3 separate regions of the Mus musculus genome follow, and regions 2 and 3 are each linked to region 1. The links are chromatin contacts, called in public ChIA-PET and promoter capture Hi-C maps. All regions are on one chromosome and are shown on one strand. The core of a region is the stretch at or near the end of the contact, and the rest is flanking DNA. Distances in the headings are between cores, read along the strand shown.

Evidence for each region. Promoter capture Hi-C pulls out the DNA fragments that hold promoters and counts their contacts. ChIA-PET counts read pairs in DNA pulled down with a chosen protein or histone mark.
Region 2: a contact with region 1 is called in an RNA polymerase II ChIA-PET map of memory CD8 T cells, with 55 read pairs. The contact joins two enhancer-like sites. A contact is called at or near these places in 2 of 115 datasets of contacts at active chromatin or transcription factors (effector CD8 T cells and memory CD8 T cells).
Region 3: a promoter capture Hi-C map of liver shows a contact between it and region 1, with 2.8 times the contacts expected there. The contact joins two enhancer-like sites. A contact is called at or near these places in 11 of 39 promoter capture datasets (the 3T3-L1 cell line, the C10 cell line, the HPC-7 cell line and 8 more), 1 of 484 Hi-C or Micro-C datasets (liver) and 1 of 9 other capture datasets (liver).

What each region holds. Positions count from the first base shown.
Region 1 is chr19:56,678,788-56,682,116 of GRCm38.p6, reverse strand. No RefSeq gene overlaps it. Among named protein-coding and RNA genes, the nearest start is that of Gm32492, 11 kb to the right of the region's middle. Within about 2 kb of position 1,661, at least 41 of the 459 cell types and tissues checked have an H3K27ac peak or open chromatin away from gene starts, as enhancers often do. A contact at or near this core is called in liver and memory CD8 T cells, where this site is marked.
Region 2 is chr19:57,130,059-57,133,387 of GRCm38.p6, reverse strand. It overlaps Ablim1 (actin-binding LIM protein 1), which reads left to right. Exons shown (of 26, transcript NM_178688.4): 6 at 433-526. Among named protein-coding and RNA genes, the nearest start is that of Ablim1, 84 kb to the left of the region's middle. Within about 2 kb of position 1,832, at least 70 of the 459 cell types and tissues checked have an H3K27ac peak or open chromatin away from gene starts, as enhancers often do. A contact at or near this core is called in memory CD8 T cells, where this site is marked.
Region 3 is chr19:56,377,130-56,380,458 of GRCm38.p6, reverse strand. Nrap (nebulin-related anchoring protein) reads left to right here. Exons shown (of 42, transcript NM_008733.4): 8 at 146-253; 9 at 542-643; 10 at 1,295-1,399; 11 at 2,288-2,404. Among named protein-coding and RNA genes, the nearest start is that of Nrap, 11 kb to the left of the region's middle. Within about 2 kb of position 1,863, at least 10 of the 459 cell types and tissues checked have an H3K27ac peak or open chromatin away from gene starts, as enhancers often do. A contact at or near this core is called in liver, where this site is marked.

The DNA of each region.
Region 1 (3,329 bases), core at 412-2,911:
GTGTGAAGTGTAGGGGTCAGGACATGCATGAAGGGTTAGTCTGGAAGCGCACAGTCAGGTAGAAAGTGACTGCGGTTGTTCACATGGGAGGTTCATAGTTGGCCCATGACATTTGCAGGAAGGTGGCAGCCTACGGTTGGACCAGAGGTCTGGTGTGATGGCAGACTGTCCGTGCCTGCTGATGGGCTGGGTGGAGAGGTAGCTCAGAGCTGGCGGGAGATATGGCAGCCGAGTTAGCAGGAGGAAGCCTGGAAGTAGAACCACAGGTATGAGTCTAGAAAACAGGATTTTTATTTACACATTTCCTCCAATATTTCCTGAGCTGTCAGTGCTCTGGGAACGGTGCGTGGCTGAGGATGCCACAGTGACCAGCTGAACTGAAGTTCTGGTATACGGGTTCTCCCATTCTAGGGGAGAAGGAAACTTTAGTCAGGGAAGCTGGGAACTGGGTGTGCTAGAGGGTGGGGGATGAAGAGAAAGAAGAGGGAAGTTATAAGGCCCCTGCTGAATCTTCTAGTCAGATAAAACAGCCAGTTCTTCTGAAGTGGGCCCATCTTCCACCTGTAAGTAGAAGGGAAATCATCAGGGGAGGCGGTTAAGGCAGCAAAAGAGGGAAGTCCCAGGTTGGGGATGCAGATGAGATCACTCAGTGGGTTCACATTGGGTGAGAGGTAGGAAGTAGCTGGGAGACTGGTGAGCTAAGCTGACCCTGTGTCTGGACACCACGGAGTCCTAGTGTTAGCTGTGGGAGAAAGGTGGACCCGCTCTTCAGCTCAGAGGAGGAAGCACCGCAGGGAATACTCCCCCATCATGTACAATATTTAATGACGGGTGTTAGATGAGGCCAGCCAGAGAGCTGTTAGAGCTGTGAAGAGCAGATGCAAACGGCTGTGGTGAAGACTGTTAGCACTAGGCGGAGAGGAAGCGCGGACCAGAGAAAGGATCCCGTCCAGCTTTGCCTGAACCTGAGCTTGTGTGCAGTTACTTCCGGGTGCATGGGTAACTCAAAGGCCCCTAGACCTTTTGGGAAGTGTGATGGTTTGCCTATGCTTGACCCAGGGTGGCACTTTTAGAAGGTGTGGCCCTGTTGGAATAGGTATGTCACAGTGGGCGTGGGTTTTAAGACCTTCACCCTAGCTGCCTGGAAGGCAGTATTTTCCTAGCAGCCTCCAGATGAAGATGTAGAACTCTCAGCTCCTCCTGCACCATGCCTGCCTGGATGCTGCCCTGCTTCCACCTTGGTGATAATGGACTGAACCTGTGAACCTGTAAGCCAGCCTCGATGAAATGTTGTCCAATTAGAGAGTTGCCTCGGTCGTGGTGTCTGTTCACAGCAGGAAAACCCTATCTAAAACAGGAAGTCTCTTGGGCAGCTTATGAATAGCTATGCCGCTGAAGAGCCCCATCTGTGGCGTGGATGAATCATGAAAAGATGTAGCACTAAAGACTCTTTGGGGTCCCAATCCCCAGTCCACGTATTAGGTCTTACATGACCTGGGTAAGGGTTGGGTTCATGTGGGGATCTGTAAAGGCTCATTAGCCTAGCAGTCCTCTCTCCACCCGTAAGGGAATGTTGATAGGCTGGTCCTGGTGAGTGTCTCCTGTGGGTGATCACAGATGCTCTCATTCAAGGCAGCCTGGAGGAAACAGCCTACAACAGCTGCAAGAGATGATCATGTGCAGGGGCGACAGATATCTGCAGTCCTTCCTGTCTCTGCTCCCTTCATTCCAGAGGGCCCGTCCCTGGGACAACGGCTGCTCAGTGAAATGCGGTGCCCAGGGGAGTCATTCAGGAGATATCTGATTCATATGACACACGCATGCATGTGAGAAGATCTGTCTGTGGTCCTAAGCAAGCGTCAGGTGTGTGGATGTAGCTGACAAAGCCCTGGAAGCCCTTGGAGACTTTCAGCATGCTTAGCTGTAGGTGAGAGCCAAGTCTGTTCCTGGAACTTTGGAGCTGATGTTGGCAGAGGCTGCTGCTTTGTACAATGAGGCACTTTAAGGTCACCGTCAGCTTCAGGTTTGTGTGTGGTGAGAGTTACCATTGCCGGCTCACAGATAGCTAGGTGCTGTCAGCAGGACTTTCACAGGCCTGCTCTCTGTGTGCCAGGAGATGGGAGAGGACCCACAGTGTTAACTGATTTCTACCATGTAAATACCTCGCCGTGGCTAACTTGTAACAGTTTAACCACTGACTCTCAGAGGTGTTGCAGTTTCAGGGAACATTTAGCGGCTGGCTCCCATACACCAGCCTACTTCTTTCTGTCAGGAAGGCCAGGCGATAGTTCTGCAGGCCTAATTCCTGTGGCTTCTCAGCTTTTCCTCACTCCCTGTGTTCATGCTTACACTTCACAAAGGAGATGGCCGCATGCCCGGGACCATGAGTTTTCTCTCCACTGTTTGAGTTTTTCCTCTGTTATAGTCTTTCAACCATGGCCCTCGGCTGAATTGAGTAGTTGACCTTGTGACTCTCCACTGACTGGCTCTTACTTACGGTGGACGGTAGCTCTCCATAAGAGTCTCCTTGTTCTGAATCCTTCTGAATTTGGTGTTCTCCATAGAAAGGATGTCACTACAGTGTCCCCCGAGAACTTAGGAAACGGATGGTTATAATTTCACCATCCAAACGCTGTGGGGACAGAGAGGTAGTGAACGCTGAGTCAGAACAGGTCAGGTTAGTGTAGGTCTGCACACCGGATGAGGAGCCGCAGCCTGTGCTGATCCACAAGCCACACACCTTTCAAAGTCTGGGGCTACAGGGCCACTTCCTGTCTCGTTTTCATTTGCCACTTTGTTCCAAAGGAAATCTCATTCTCAAAGCACATTAATAATGAGCAAAATGCCATGGTCCTTCATCAGGGTCGTACTTCGAAACAAAGGCAGACCTTACACATTTATGTATTGAAGTCTGTGCATTATATTCCCAGCCCTGCTCTGGCCCTCCCCGGCCCCAACAAAATACCATCCATTCCTAAAAGTAGAAATGAGAAATTGAACATCCTTTAGGCCTTGTTTCTTCTCAGGGGCTGCACAGGCCACTCTGCCATGTTGACTCCCTGCATCAGGAGCCCAGAAGTCTTTTTCCACATGCAGTTGACGTGTGCCTTCTGCAAGTCCCCTGCAGTCCTTTGTGTTCACGTCCATCTTCAAACCTGGCTAGAGTAGCTCAGGTGGGTCCTGTGGAGGAGCCAGACACAGCTGCCTAACATACAACCACCCTTAGGTCCAGGGACAGGAGCCATTTTGTGGCCAGTGGAAGCGTGGTGGTCACTGTCACCAGTTTCATACACAAGAGAGACCTGGAAGTAAATGGACAAGCCAGATGA
Region 2 (3,329 bases), core at 583-3,082, 450 kb before region 1:
GAATGCGGCTGCTGAGCTGAGCCATGTCCTAAACCCTCAGAGCCAGAGGGACCTGAGCTGAGGAGGTGACATTTGAGGTGGTGGGAGGCTCTGGTGGGCCTTTGATTCTGAGAAGATGGTGTGTGAAGGGAGGTAAGATACTCTGGGCCTCTCAGACTGGCTCATCTGGGCTGCCAGGAGAAGAATATTGGGGCCCGTGCTCCTTAATTCTGTGACAACCAAGGAAGTGGGCACAGTAACCATTTGGTGGTTTGTTGGGTTTTTTTTCTCTGTCTGGCTTGGAGAACAACCACTTGCTCTCTGGCCTGTGGTTTTGTATGGTCAGGTCGCTGGGTCTGTGTAAAGATGGATTCTACTCTTGTTCTGTGGGAAGGGCTTCAGCAAAGTGGCTTTGGTGTCTTCCCAAGGCCTGAATGTAGCTTTGTCTTTCAGGGATGGCTCCCCATACTGTGAGAAAGACTACCAGGGGCTCTTTGGGGTGAAGTGTGAAGCCTGTCACCAGTTTATCACAGGAAAAGTCCTGGAGGTAAGTGCAGACCACCACTGTTTGCCTGTGAGCCCTCATCCTGTGTGTCTCCTCCTGAGGAGGAAGGAGAGTAGCCATGGGTGACTGTCTGAGAGGACTCGTGTGTTGTACTTACCTTTCTTCCAAAGGCCAAGGGGAACTTGGAATGATAGAGAAAAGAACAGACCTCCCTCCCTGGGAGTTAAGCAGGCATTTTTTTTTAAGAGTAAGAATATGATGTCAGACCCTGTGTGTACATCTGTGTTTGCACATGTGTGCTATCTGTGGAGACCTCAGAAGCTCAGAGTCTGAGAAAGGAAGGGAGGGTGCGAGGTGAAGGTTTTGACTTCTCTGCCCTTAGAAAGCCACATCCGCTGTGACTCAGAGAACCCTGTGACCGAGCTGAAGGAAGCCTGTCAAATTCAGGTGTGACTGCTTCCAGCCGGAGCTTTGTACCTGCCTCTGCCAGCACCTGCCTCTGGGCCTAGCTAACACCTCTTTGATGAGAGAGGCTGCAGCGAGGAATTCTGGGATCAAAGTTCAGAGAAAACCCTGTTTCTCACAGAGCTTTGGGGGCTCATCAAGCTGGAGGGGAAAGTCACAGTTCACACACACACACACACACACACACACACACACACACCTTCCTGTCCGTAGGGCAGAGAGAATGTGCAGAGCCAGGGAACCTGGCAGCTTCAGCCTGCTGATCTACCAAGCCATCATGTGGGTCCCTCGGGTGCTGATTCCATACAGCCAGTAGAGTATGTTTTAGAGACATGGGCTGTCTATCGTGGGAGTCCCTATGGTGTTTCTGGCCACTCTGGGGGGATATCACAACAAAGGTTAAGAGTAATCTCCCCGAATCCCACTACAAGTTCTTCCCACCAAACATCAAGGGGTCACCACCACTAACTGTCCTGAGGAGATGAGGATGAGACTCTTGTCAAGTACGGTCACCCAACAGTCTGAGGGAGAACGCTCTGATAAAGAGGACCACGTGGCGAGGACACAGGACACACAAGGAAAGAAGCACGTTGTGGGGTACCGAGCAGGAGAAGTGGAGGAGGACTCCTCCAGGGTCACACTCAGAAGTCTGAGTTTTGTGGAGAGAACTGAGGAGGACGTAGGCTCTATAGCTGTGGAATCACAGGATGGAGTCAGTGTTCTGTGGAAAGAATAAATGGGAGTCTTCAAACACCTGTGCACACACACACCCCACCCACCACTGACGGCAGAGGGAGGAGGAAGCGGCTCAGTCATGCCCCAGTAGATGTCGGGAAGCAGTGATAACCTGCTACACCACAGATGCACCATAAGTGAAAGATGGCAGGCAGGAAGTGTGGTGGTCAGACCACCCAGACATGGAGCCCATCACCAAAGGCCTAGTGATTAGAAACAGAAAGCAGGCTGCTGTTTGCTAAGGGCTGGGGAGAAAACAGTAGTGACTGTTTCTGGGAGAGTTTCCATGACACAAATGCAAAGGCTTCCCAGCAATGAGATAGGAGAGGTAGTTATGTGGCCTTGGTAGTTCGCTGGGTGCCTCCAGCTTGTTGGTTCTAAGGTGCTGCACTTTAGACTACATGAATTTTGCCTTGAATCTAAAATTTAAAAACCAAGAAGGGTGTGAGGGTATAGTAAGGAAAAGAGGCAGGAAGATGTGGAACTTGGTACCCAAGTTTTTAAGGTCCTGTGTTCAAATCAACCTTTTTTTAATTTTTTTAGTCAACACATGGAAATGTGTTCCCCAAAAACATTGGGAGGGAAAAAGCCTGTCTGTTTTTGCATGCGTGTTTACATTCACTTCAACAGCTACAGGAAGGAATCTATAAAATATAGTTGCAATCTAGAACATGCCATTTTGGAGACATGCTGGCCCCTTGTGTTTTCTCTCTCAGGCTGGAGTCACAGAGGCTTCAAGGACCTGGTCCCACATTGACCTCAGGTGGCAGGGAAGGTCTGAAGAGCTGAGGGCTTGGAGACATTCCATACAGAGCCTCCGACATCAGTCAGCCCGGGAGTGGTTTGCACTTTCAGCTTAGATGAGAGGTCCGCCCATCAGACTCTGTCCTCCTCAGATGGGTGTGTGACCCAGAAAAATGTTCTGCAGGGGCTAGCACAAGACATGTGACTGCTAGTGACTCAGCTGGGCTTGGTCACCAGGAGAAAGCAGGACCAGTCTCCATGCCCCACCTCCCCCAAGCTTGGGGAACCATTCTCGGTGTAGCTTTGCCATCAATACTCCAAACCCTGTCTTTTTGTCTTAAATTCATTGTATCAGTATATCAGTGGTTTTATTTTCTGCATGGGTTGCAACAGTGATGGCTTAAAACAGTTTATTCTCTCATTTTTAGAGTCTAGACATTTATAACAGTGTATCATCAGGGCCATTGTTCTCTCAAACACTGGGGGAATTTTTTCTTGGTGATCTCCAGCTTCCCGGCATGCATCACTCCAGGTGAACCACCTCCTCTGCCAGCTACCTTTCCACCCTTCTCCTAAAAGGGCACTTATCATTCTATATAAGGCCATGCCCATCACTCAAATCGTCTCTTCAAGACCCTTGCCTTAATTACATCTCTGAATACCATTTCCAAATATATTAGTGTTTCCAGCTGCAAAGACTTGCTGTGGAAGTAGCTTTTGTTCATCCGATTCTAGAAACCGCAGCGACTGCCTAATGTGGAAAGATTGTAAATATTGGAGCAGAGCTGAAGCCACTGTATATAATTCTCCTAAAGGTGCTACCATATATATACCCAAGGGGGCTTTCAACAGAGAAGGGTCCCAAACAGCCTGTCCAGGTATAGCTGAGTCTCTTGTTGTT
Region 3 (3,329 bases), core at 614-3,113, 300 kb after region 1:
AGGCCCACCAGCTGTAAGCTGTTCCATACATTAAGAACCGTCCAAGGCGATAGGCAGGACTTCCGGAGTTCTCAGAGGACTCCCGCTCAGAGCCCCCAGAACAACCGCAGTAGGTCATTCAGTTTTTCTCTTTTTAACTTTCCAGGTGAGGTACACAGAAGACGGTGGGCAGCAGAGAGGGAAAGGCAGTTTTCCTGCTATGATCACACCAGCTTATCAGATAGCCAAAAGGGCCACTGAGCTGGCGAGTGATGTAAGTACCTGGGTTGTGTTGTCTTGTTAAGGAGGAAGCAAGAAGTTAATCTGGTTTGGGAGGTCCAACTTCCTGTCTGCTTTTATATATTACTAAGAGGCAAGAACTACCTTTTATTCATAGTTGTCAATCATTTTCCCCATGACAGTGCTACTTCTGTCTATGGCATTCTCCTTAGACCTAAGCAGAGACTGAAGATGCCACAAAGCATTGGTTTTTGTTTTTTGTTTTTTACCTTTTGTGGTTCTTATATTGGGACTCACTGAGTTTTTTTGTTACTCCAAACAGGTGAGGTACCATCAACAATATCATAGAGAAATGAAGGGAATGGCTAGTCCTGTCGGAGCCGAGGGTGGGATGACAAAGGACTCTGTAGACCGATGTGGCCAGGTACATGACACTTCCCAGAGCTGGTCTTCTCCAAGGCCAGCTCTTTGTTCCCTACAGCTGTGACAGTGTTGGACATGTGATCAGAGTTTGGACTTGGTGCAGGCAATATACAGAGCTCAGCTCATCTGCTTAGGTGAAGAACCCAAGTCCTTAAAAAAGAAAAAATTAACCTATGCTAATGTGGTGGTTTGGCCAATAAGAGGACGTTTCCATCTGTTCGCATGTATATGTGGTATGGTGTAGGTATGTATGATATAGAGTATGTATATATATATGTATGTATGCATGTATGTATGATATAGTATATTCATCTATGTGTGCGTGCATGTATTTTATAGTGTATGCATCTTTGTATGCATATGTATGTGATATAGTATATGTATGTATGATATAGAGTATGTGTGTATGATACAGTGTATGCATGTATGTATGAAATAATGTATTATAATATAGTGTATGTATGTATGTATGTATGTATGTATACACATATGTATGATATAGTGGTCCAGGCTCCAAGCTCTAGTATCTTATTCACCACATGTACATCTCTGGATGAGCTTTTCTGAGATCAGTCTCTGGGGTTATCACTGCTGACCCCACCCGTGCCAGGAGGGACACATTACTGATCAAAGTTTCTGATTGGCTCACCAGGTTTACTCAGAAGAGTGTGATGAACCCAGAGGAAAGGGCAGCTTCCCGGCCATGATCACCCCAGCGTATCAGAACGCCAAGAAGGCCAATGAACTTGTTAGTGACGTAAGTGCTGGCAGAGCCACTGAGGTGTGGATTATGGGATGCTGACAGCCACACTTGCTGAACGCCAAGCACAGACACACATCTCCTAGAGCCAAGCAAAAGCAGACTTCGAGGCCAGCCTCTGGTCCAAACGCAGACTCTCTTATTGATCTATTTATAGACTTTGATTGTGTTATCTGTTTGCATGGAAATGCAGTTGGACAAAGTCTACTGCTCACTTAGGCCATTTTCAAAATGTACAAATGCTGGTGCAAGCAGGTCAGCGGGGATGAGGGGAGCCTTGCCAAAATGCCAGTGTGAGATTGAAGGGAAAGCTCACTGAAGAAGTCGTGTATTATCAAATTGGGCGTGACCCAGTGAGTGATAAGTTTATTTAAAGAATATTAGGCAGCTGGCAATCGGTCCTTGAGAGACGGGCTATAATTAAACTTGGTAGAGTGTGGTGCTCACCGCAGTTCTTAACATGCCAGCTTGGACTTGGTCCCTAGCATTCATTCTTTCTGCCACTGTTCAGTGAGTGCCTGGGTACCTGGAACAGCGTCACCTTTGCCCTGAGATGGGAAATGCAAGGCGTTACTCCTTCCTCTGAGACACTGTAGAGATGGTGTTGAAATTTAGGGCAAATTGTGGTTGGAGTTTATTCTCTTAGCCATGGTGGCCTGAAGAACCTGTCTTCTTCCTCTAGGCAGTATCGGGAAGTGTGTGGACAGAGCCAGGAAAAGTTTTAGCACAAAAAGAATCAAGTGCTTTCTAAATTTAATAAGACCTTTTTTTTTTTTTTTTTTTTTTTAAAGCCCATAGGAACTTTCCTTCCTTTAGAGAGCCCTACTGAGTTAATCTTAACGTGGCAACCACAACTCCAGATTCCCCCTTGTGTGTTTCTTTCAGATAAAATACCGGCAGGACTTCCATAAGATGAAAGGTGCAGCGCATTTTCACTCCCTTGCAGCCCAGGACAACTTGGTTCTTAAGCGAGCTCAGAGTGTGAGCAAGCTTGTGAGTGAGGTGAGTATACTGGGGAGAGCTATCCTTCTGTACTGTCCCCCTTTTCCTCTCAGACAGTGAGTGCAGCGGCTTTGTTTAAAAATAATGCAGCTGGTTGCGGCACCTATCTATAACCTATTTACATATACACACACATACATAAACACACACATATACACACATACATACACACATATATACACATATACACATACATACATACACACACATACATATATACACATACATACCAACACACATACATACATACGTACATACACACACATATATACACACACATCCATATACATACACACATATACACACATATACACACACATCCATATACATACACACATACACACACACATATATACACATACACACATACATACACACATACAGACAGACAGACAGACACACATACATACATACATACATACATACATACACACATATATGCATAAATAACTTGACAGGTAGGGCAGGAAGATCAGGAGTTCAAGGCCACTCTAGGCTATATAGTGAGTCAGAGGCCAGCCTATGCTACATGACATCCTGGCTTATAACAAATAAATAAAATGAAACTACGCAAATGGTCCTCATGTTGCCAGTCTCCAAATATAGAACCAAATAAGTGAACTCTTTCCCTGTTGGCTCATAGCTTTCTTACTAAATATTCAAAAGTCCCATTCAGCAGATTTATAGTTGTTAGAAAGAGCACTAGAGGATGCAACTTTTAGAGATTTGTTTTTATCTTTAAACCTGTGTGTGTGTGTGTGTGTGTGTGTGTGTGTGTGTGTGCATGTGAGTGCAGGTGCTCTCAGACTCCAGAAGAGGGCGCAATATCCCCCTTAAAGCTAGAGTTATAGGCAGTTATGAGCTGATCAATTTGGGAACCAAACAAAATGATCCTCTGGAAGAGCTGCAAGCACTCTTAACCTCT